Regions from separate parts of the Mus musculus genome. Here regions 1 and 2 are each linked to region 3. The links are chromatin contacts, called in public promoter capture Hi-C maps. All regions are on one chromosome and are shown on one strand. The core of a region is the stretch at or near the end of the contact, and the rest is flanking DNA. Distances in the headings are between cores, read along the strand shown. Region 1 holds the start of C330024D21Rik (RIKEN cDNA C330024D21 gene). Region 2 has its middle 6.0 kb from the start of Gm40315. Region 3 holds the start of Slc30a9 (solute carrier family 30 (zinc transporter), member 9).

The links. Promoter capture Hi-C pulls out the DNA fragments that hold promoters and counts their contacts.
Region 1: a contact with region 3 is called in a promoter capture Hi-C map of pre-B cells, with 2.7 times the contacts expected there. The contact joins the promoter of C330024D21Rik here to the promoter of Slc30a9 in region 3. A contact is called at or near these places in 10 of 39 promoter capture datasets (the HPC-7 cell line, HPC-7-derived erythroid cells, embryonic stem cells and 6 more), 4 of 115 datasets of contacts at active chromatin or transcription factors (effector CD8 T cells, embryonic stem cells, large pre-B cells and 1 more) and 1 of 9 other capture datasets (liver).
Region 2: a contact with region 3 is called in a promoter capture Hi-C map of embryonic stem cells, with 9 read pairs. The contact joins the enhancer-like site here to the promoter of Slc30a9 in region 3. A contact is called at or near these places in 6 of 39 promoter capture datasets (the HPC-7 cell line, embryonic stem cells, hippocampal neurons and 2 more), 6 of 115 datasets of contacts at active chromatin or transcription factors (double positive thymocytes, effector CD8 T cells, embryonic stem cells and 3 more) and 3 of 9 other capture datasets (adipose tissue, liver and pancreatic islet).

The regions. Positions count from the first base shown.
Region 1 is chr5:67,462,564-67,465,263 of GRCm38.p6, reverse strand. C330024D21Rik (RIKEN cDNA C330024D21 gene) reads right to left here and starts at 1,366. Exons shown (of 8, transcript NR_110363.1): 1 at 1,246-1,366. RefSeq lists a cis regulatory region at 788-1,850.
Region 2 is chr5:67,442,972-67,445,966 of GRCm38.p6, reverse strand. No RefSeq gene overlaps it. Among named protein-coding and RNA genes, the nearest start is that of Gm40315, 6.0 kb to the left of the region's middle. Within about 2 kb of position 1,371, at least 26 of the 459 cell types and tissues checked have an H3K27ac peak or open chromatin away from gene starts, as enhancers often do. A contact at or near this core is called in embryonic stem cells and pre-B cells, where this site is marked.
Region 3 is chr5:67,305,498-67,308,230 of GRCm38.p6, reverse strand. It overlaps Slc30a9 (solute carrier family 30 (zinc transporter), member 9), which reads right to left and starts at 1,276. Exons shown (of 18, transcript NM_178651.4): 1 at 1,034-1,276. The coding sequence starts at 1,136. RefSeq lists a cis regulatory region at 905-1,628.

The DNA.
Region 1 (2,700 bases), core at 117-2,616, 160 kb before region 3:
CTCCCAAGGAGTCTATGGCCCCTGGATTCCTTCCAGGACACTGTCTGGGTGTCTCAGTCTAGAAGCCTGGATATAACCTGAGTGAGACTTAGTGTGACAAGAGGGGCACATCCTCTGCTGTGACAAATGACACAGCTGAATGTCCTCCACCCTGACATCATGGCTCAACTCTCCAAAACCCACAGGAGGTCCCTTGAAGCAACTGATAACGCTATCTGTGTTTTGCCTAAAAGAGCTCTTTACCAATTATGTCTAAACAACTGTACCCATCACTTGTACTCCCTAACTTGTGTGGAGGTATCCTGAGAACGTCATCATAAGGTAAGGTTTATGATCCTTAATCCCTAATTCTGAAACCCAGAGAGCTCTGTAAGCCAAGTTTCCCTAACGCATTTGGTAGGAAAACCTGAGCTTGGGCAAGACTGCTAATTGAACTCAACCCCATGGTGCATTTCGCTGTGGAAATAGGAGGATACTATGAGATGATTTCATAACCTCCAATGGCAGTATCATACCCTCTAGTACACTGCTTCTCAACCTTCCTAAATCTGCAACACTTTAATATAGTTCCTTTTACTGTGGTGATCCCCCCCTGCATCATAAAATGATTTCATTTCTACTTTATAGCCTTAATGTTGCTACTGTTATGAAATGTAATGTAAATATTTGTGTCTTAGGCGACCCCTGTGAAAAGGTTATTGAACTCCCAAAGGATCTTGACCCACAGATAAAGGACCACTGCTTTAGTATAACACCAACCTTGAGATGCCTCCAACATATATGTTTTAAGGCTTCGCATGTACAACTAGCTGGATGTAATACTAGGCTGGCTAGTTTTATGTCAACTGTACACAGGTTAGAGTCACTGGAGAAGGGGGAGCCTTTGAGGCAATGCCTCTAGAAGATCAAACTGTAGGCAAGCCTGTACGGCACTTTCCTCATTGGTGATTGATGTAGAAGGACCCAGCAAATTGTGAGTGGGGTCACCCCTGCATAGGTGGTTCTGGGTTCTATAGGAAAACAGGCTGAGGCAACACCTCTCCATGGCCTCTGCATCAGCTCCATCCAACACAAGGGAAGAGGCTGAAGAAGCCCCAGAAAAGACATTAAAGAATGGAGGATCAGGGGGACAAGGCAAGGTCGTGAGTGGAGGGAGCGCCAGCGGGCAGGGCCCGGCCCCCGGGGCTGTGGCTTCGCCAGACCTGCTGACGGAGCACCTGAGCTCAGCTTCCCAAGGAAACTTACAGAAGGAAGGCTTTATTTGGCTTATGGTTCCAGGACAAGTCCATCTCCATAATGATGGGGAAGCGTGGCGGTGGAGAGGCATGACAGCGGATGGCAAGGATGGCAACCGGAAAAGGAAGCTGAGAAGTCACATTCCGGAATCGCGAGTACAAATAGTGAAGAGCAAACTAGTAGTGTCACTCTTTAAAGTCCCTCCCCCAGCTACGTAATTCCTCCGGGAAAGCCATGCCCTCTAAACCTTCAGCAAACAGTAGCACTTACAGCCCCCAAAGGTCAAGGCTAAGGAAGACATTTGTCTTTCAAGCTACCTTGCTCTCAGCTCCTGCCATGGGGCAAGAATCCCAGCCCTTGCCCCCTCTGAGTTATGGAACAGCCTTTTTCTTCTTCTTCTTCTTTTTTTTTTCTTTTTTTCAAATTGATTGAAATTTTCATGTAGTTTGAGCTGAGAATCACAAAAAGAGGAAATAAAGATTATTTCAAAAGGTGAAAAAATGTTCAGAAATTGGTCAACTAGGATGGACGAGATGGCTCAGCAGGTAAGGGTCTTGCCATCAAGCCTGAAGACCTTAGTTCGATCCCTAGGACCCACACATTGGAGGGAGAGATTCAACTCTCACAACTTGTTCTCTGACATCAATACTGGCACCATGGTATGCTCACTCTAAATAAGTCAAGCTCTCTCTAAATAAACAAATGGTCTTTTTAAAAGTTAGCTCTTGGTTAATTAGAAAACAAAACCAAATTCTTCAGCACATAACACTCAAGATATTAAGATGTCAAATATAAAGTATTAAAAACTTTAGCCAGGTGGTAGTGGTGCCCACTTTTAGTGGGACAGCCTTCTGATCAATTCCTTTCCTGTTTAAAGTTACCAAAAGAGGTTCTGTTTCTTTGGCTGTGAGAAATGAATTCACATGAGTAGAAAAGTAAGATTAGAGGCTGGAGAGACGGCTCCCCGGTTAAGAGCGCTGGCTGCTTTTTCAGAACTCCTGAGTTCCATTCCAGGATCTAGTGGCTTACAGCCATCTGTGATGGGACCTGATGCCCTCTTTGGGGCACAGGTGTACATACAGACAGAGCATTCAAATACATAAAATAAATAAATAAATCTTTAAAAAGAAGAAAAGAAAATTCTTTTCTTCTTTATGTTAAAAAAAGTGATGACTGCTGTTGGGGAAAGATCAGGGTCCTTTTAGAGGTTTGACAATGAAGACAGACATTGGAGCAACTGCTAAAAAAAGATTGGCTAACAGGAGGTGTTTGAGGGGTGACAGGTAGGGAAGGGTGAAGCTTAGGTAACAGGGGACAGGATGATGTAGAAGAGGGGAGGGAGGAAGGCTGGGAAGCTGGGGATAGAAAGAGAAAGGTTTATTTTTTTCGCTAAGGTCCAAGTTGGCAGAAGTGGTGGGAGGTGGGAGGCTTCATGGAGCAAGTGAATTATAGCCTGGTGGCTGC
Region 2 (2,995 bases), core at 122-2,621, 140 kb before region 3:
CAACAACAACAAAACAAAACCAAAAGTCCAGATAAAACTCCATGGCGTTATAAACTAAAAACGTGGGAAGTGTCTGCCAGAGGAGATAAAGAAGACACAAGGAAAACATTTTCATAGATGAAGAGGGTGGGAGGGAGCATGGGAGACAGGCTGGGAGAGCTGCTGCTGGCGTCCTGATGAAGCAAGGCTATGTAAATAAACTGCTCCATACAGCATCATCACTCAAAAAGGCTAGCTCCCTGTCCTACCTCTAAGCAGCCCACTACCGCTTTTTTAGAAAGGAAGGAAGGAAGGAAGGAAGGAAGGAAGGAAGGAAGGAAGGAAGGAAGGAAGGAAGAAAAAAGAAAAAAGAAAAAAAGAAAAAAAAGGAAAGGGAAGGGGAAGGGAGGGGAGGGGAGGGAAGGGGAAGGGGAAGGGAAGGGGAGGGAGGGAAAGGGGAGGGGAGGGGAGGGGGAAGGGAGGGAAGGGAAGGGGAGGGGAGGGGAGGGAAGGAGGGAAGGGGAGGGGGAGGGGAGAAGGAGGGGAGGGGGAGGGGAGGGGAGGGGGAGGGGAGGGGAGGGGAGGGGAGGGAAGGAAGGGAGAAGGGGAAGGAGAGGGGAAGGGGGAGGAGGACCAGAAAAGAAAAGAAAAGAAAAAAAGAAAAGAAAAGAAAAGAAAAGAAAAGAAAAGAAAAAAGGAAGGGGGAGGGACTTTAGACAGGCTGTATGGTAGAATTTCATATTTGCTAAGCATGTAGACACATGAACTTTAAAAAAAAAAGCAGCAAGGATGTATGGAAGTCCAAGTGTTGATGGTCACCATCCGTGGATAGTGGTATTATGGGTAACACTTTTGTTGTTAATTGTATTCTTCTTTTTTACCTGTCCATGATGAACTTGGACTACTCAAGTTTTCTTTGGAAGGCAGGAATGTGTAACACTGTAGAGAGCTTTCTAAGAGAAACAGCTCACTTTTCAGAAAGTCCCTGTGAGGCTGCTTCCTGCTCCTGAATACACTTGGGACCAGCCCCACCCCACCCCCACCCCCACTCCCCACCCCACCCCCACCCCTGGCCACTGGTCAGGCTTGCAAGCTGCCATGGGTTTGGGAATCTATAACAAGTAATCACGTGACTCAAACCCTAAGTGGACTGGTTTGAGCACAGCGCAGGCTTTGGGGACCAGAATTTATCTTCTAATTTCCTTAACAAAACACGCTAAGCCCTCTGTTGTTCCATCATAAACTGCCAATAAAACCGTGTCAAATCTGCCTACCTATCTCTCGGCCTATGGATTCCTGTCTTCTTCCTCTGGGAAACCCTGAGAATACAGCTGGGTTCACTTGTCACCAAGTACCACCAATGGTTGCTGTACAGACTCATGGAATTCCCTGGCAACAGAACGTAAATAAAGACGTAAGCCCTGGGAAAGGGGCACTGGGCAGCTACGGTGTGGAGTGGGGGGTGGGGGTGGGGAGGGAGTTCATAACTCAGGGGAGACCTGCATTTTCTTGCTACCTCATAGACCCTGGCACCTGACAGAAGAGCAACTTGACAAATATGCGACAAATATGCAGAGTGTCGTCTCTCACCATAGGAATTACCAAAGAAGCTAAAAACAGCAACATGCGCCGCATAATCTCTAACCTCGGGGGACAGAGAAACAGAAGCGCTGTGTCAATCTCATTTCCTTGTTAGGCGAATTATCATAAGAGGGGGGCTCTCGTTCTGAACACCACACTTCACTACCGTTTACAGGGCTCAGCCTTCTGAAATATTGAATTCCATAGCAATTTTATTTTTTGCTTTTGATCTTTCCTGTTTTACTCATTTATCCATAAACATGAGCTACTGAACCGATCTTAAATTAAAGAGCTAAGGCTAAAGCCCCAGGCCATCCAGATAGGACTAAACCAACATCCCAAAAGGGACTTCTTGGTGGACATGAGGGTGTCTCCATCTTTTGGACACCTTGATGTGAGATTACCTGCTAGCGATCCAGCCCTCATTTCTCTTGTTCCTCCAGTTTAGGGAGGGAGACTTAGGCGATGTATGTGTTTTCCTGGGAAGGGACGGCAGAGGAGTTCTCCTGAGGTTAATTTTGTAAGTCATCATCTCTTGTTAAAACATTATCCTCCAGGACACTTCCGTGAAGGAGACTTGTTGAAACTACCCTGCAAAGCAGTACTTTTTTTTTTTTTTTTTTTTTTTTTTACCACTTAACTAATTTTAAAAGTAGCTCATTCAACCAATTTTGGCAACTGAACTATTTTCTGAAATCCAGAATAGCAAAACCTTGGGAGCTAGACAGGGACAAAAGAAGAGATTCGGAAGTCTCAGTGTAGGGAGGACATCATTCATTTACCAAGACACTGGCAGAGAGGCAAAGCAAGACTGGGGTGGACCCTGGGTGGCCTCACCCACTCTCCCTGTGCTACCCCTTGGGCAGAGGGTCGGAGCAGCAGGCGTTCATGGGCTGCTCCACCCATAGGAATCTGGAGGCTCATTCTGGTTCCATGAGAAAAGTGGACACAGTACCATGCCTAGCCCATCTAGGCTTATAGGATCTCACACACAGGGGTGGAATGAGAATCTACATCCAGGGACCCACTTCAGAGTTTATGCACTTTGTGTGGCTTGTGGAAGGGCCAGCAGCACACGTTGACTGTCAGAAACCCTATGATACACACCTAGGACTCCATCTGAATCTGTCAATCAAGAGCAGGGGAGGGGTGGGAGGAGGGGAGGGAAGAGCTAATCGCTGTCTGTTATCCAATGCTCTCTGTGCTGAGCACTGATCAAACACCTCAGAACAATGCTGCCAAGTGGACACTTGTATTGTCCCCTTCACATAGACGTGGAAACCAGCTCACACAAGAACACAAGAACACTGATAAGTGAAACGGCCAGTGTGGCTCCAGAAGGCCTGGCTCCTAATCTCTCTGTGGATCTGCTTCTCCCAGTGAGTGCTTAGCACACACTATGACCTTTACTCCCCAGCCCCCATGCTTACAAATG
Region 3 (2,733 bases), core at 27-2,526:
ACAGAGGGCCCATTCTGTTCATAAGTGGCATACCGCCACCATGGGAAAACTAGCTACAGTATTCTGTCATTAACAACAAACTAAAACAGTGTATTGCAATCAATTCTTTTGCAACCTTAGAAACCAGCTTTTAATACGGTATGAATATATTCTACTTTATCTGCCCAGCACAGGAGTGTGTGACCGCTTTTATCAAAAAACCTGAATGGCTGCAGCTTTTGCCTTCCGATCCAAGTTTTTGAAGGGTGACTGTGAATGTTTGAGAAACGTTTCTGTAACCACTCTTTGCAAATCCCAAGAACCTGAGGGGCTCGGGTTAGCGGTGGATTTGGTCCTGTCCTCTCCTGGGCTCTGCTAGCAGTCCTCCGTGTCAAGCTACGGGAACAAGGGAGGTGAACAGAAACAGGACTTACACGTTTGATGCTACTTTAGAAACTCTCCAATAACTTGAATCTGACTGAGAAAGCAATGCTGACGAAGATGAAAACTCTCAATCCCACCCTGCGCCCAGGGTTATTTATGTACAGTTTCAGGAGACACTTTTGTCACCAAAAGGATTGTTCGATATAACCGCAAACTTCGGTGGGTTTCCTGTCCCCCAGACTATGCCCATTCGATAACTGTGAGAAGCCCTCACCTTAAGATCCGTATGTGACATCCACTTTGATTTAGGGAGATTTAAGAAAACGGGATGGCACTAAGAAAAAGTGTAGCGCAGGAGTACCTCACTCAACCTAAGCAGCAACAGAACTGCGGCGGCGGCCCAAGGGGACCCTCCAAGCTGGTGGAATCCGCCATTTCCCACGGCCTGTTTGGGTCACCCTGGGTCACCGCGATGTGCCCTAAGACCTCCGGGTCTGGAGGTCCGCCTCAGGGTGTCCCTACGCGGGTTGGCCGCTCCCCGGTAGCCGCGGCTCGCGGGGACACCTGTGAGGACCTTGCGAGACCGGCAGGCTCTGTCTGGGTTGGAGAAGGGCAAGCGGGCGGGCCAACTGCCGAGGCCAGGCGCGGCCTCCACCGGTCCGTCACTCACCCTGGCTGCGGCCGCGGGTCGCTGCCCGGCCGCCACCGAGCCTGCACAGCGCCGCCCAGCTGCACCTGTGCGCCGCGGCGGCGGCGGCCAAGCCCGGAAACATCCTGGCGGGGCAGAGGCCCCCACTCGGACACCACCTCCTGCCTCCGAGCCGCCTGCCGCGCCAACTGACTCCATAGACCGGACCCCGGCGAGCACGGATGTGTGCGCCGCGGCCGGCGGCCTCGGCGACCCGGAAGTCATGGGGGTGTGGCGCGACAGCGGAAGTGACGGAATATGCCAGCGGGGGCGGGGTGGGCGGTGCTTCTGGCCAGCACCGGGCCAGGACGGTGTGCGCTGCCGACTGTGCTGGGCATTTGTGAGTCCGTGTCGTGTCCCGGGAGACAGTCTTACGAAGCGCCGCCGGGGCGTGGGAAGCAGGAGGAGAAGGCAGGGTTTAAGCCTCTGTCCCCTTTCCTTTTGAACCCTCGGCACCGCTCTGTCCAACACCGTGGTCACCTTGCTGATCACTCAACCTCCGCTTCTCGGTCGTAGTATAACAAAATTAGAGGCGTGCATAAAATTTGAAGTCGCGGTACTATGTGTACGCGAAGATGGAGCAGTTTTTCAAACAGCCTGGTCCCAGAGAGAAAGAAACCTGAACACATTCGCCTGTTTTAACCATTACCATGTCAGGTTCATTCAGTTCTTAGCTTAAGCCTTCTTTCACCACCCTAATTATAATTAACGTGGTTCTCATTTTTAAATAGTTACCCTGTACACTTTTCTTCAAAATACCACTACTGAAATTATTGTCCCCCCGGAATAGAGAATAGCTATATGGACACTGGATCCTGTGCAGTATACGTATACTACTATATTCCAGGGGCTAAGTCAATACCTGTCTGGCCAGATAAATAGAATGGGATGCATGTCCAGTTGTTTTAAAGATTAATTTAAATCGCTTAGTGAAAGTACTGTAAAATAAAATTTTAAATGGAAAATGAGTGCACAGGGCCGAGGGAAGGTATAGGGAACTTTCGGGATATCATTTGAAATGTATATAAAGAAAATATCTAATAAAAAAATAAAGAAAATGAGTGCAAATCAGTAAATGGGGAGGAAACCCACCACTTTGAGTGGACTTGAGGCTCCCTTCACAGGAGGGAATCCACCTCTGGTAAGGTTAAGCAGGTCAAAAGCCCATGGCTAACAAGGTTGTGGTCTCTAGTAAAAGGCTATTGCAGCTATTTGGATAAATATATTATGGTCTGACACCCCTTCCCCCATAACTGTAGCCATTTTGTTCCATGCTTGCCAGTTATATTACTACTCTAACATGCCTGCCACTCACTGACCAAGAAGTGACTTGGCTCAAGAACATGCTGACCACATAACCATGGTTTTGTCCTGTATGTTCTGAATGTTATGTATGAGGTTTGCTAATCTTAAGAAATTCCATCAAATCAAAGGTCAACACGAACTGTTCTGTGTAAAACGGCTTGAGTTAGAGCTGACCACCGGACAGCCCTTCCTGCACCTACATATGAGCTCACTGTGGTTTTTGTGGCTGACAGTGAAGAATGCTTCTAATAAGCTAAAAAGTTATAACACTCATGCTCTGTTATCTCGATGTCCTGAAATTCCCCTGTTCACCATGCATCCCGACACTTTCCTTACCTTACTCAGGACCCATCAGCTGATATACTTTGCCTCGTGAG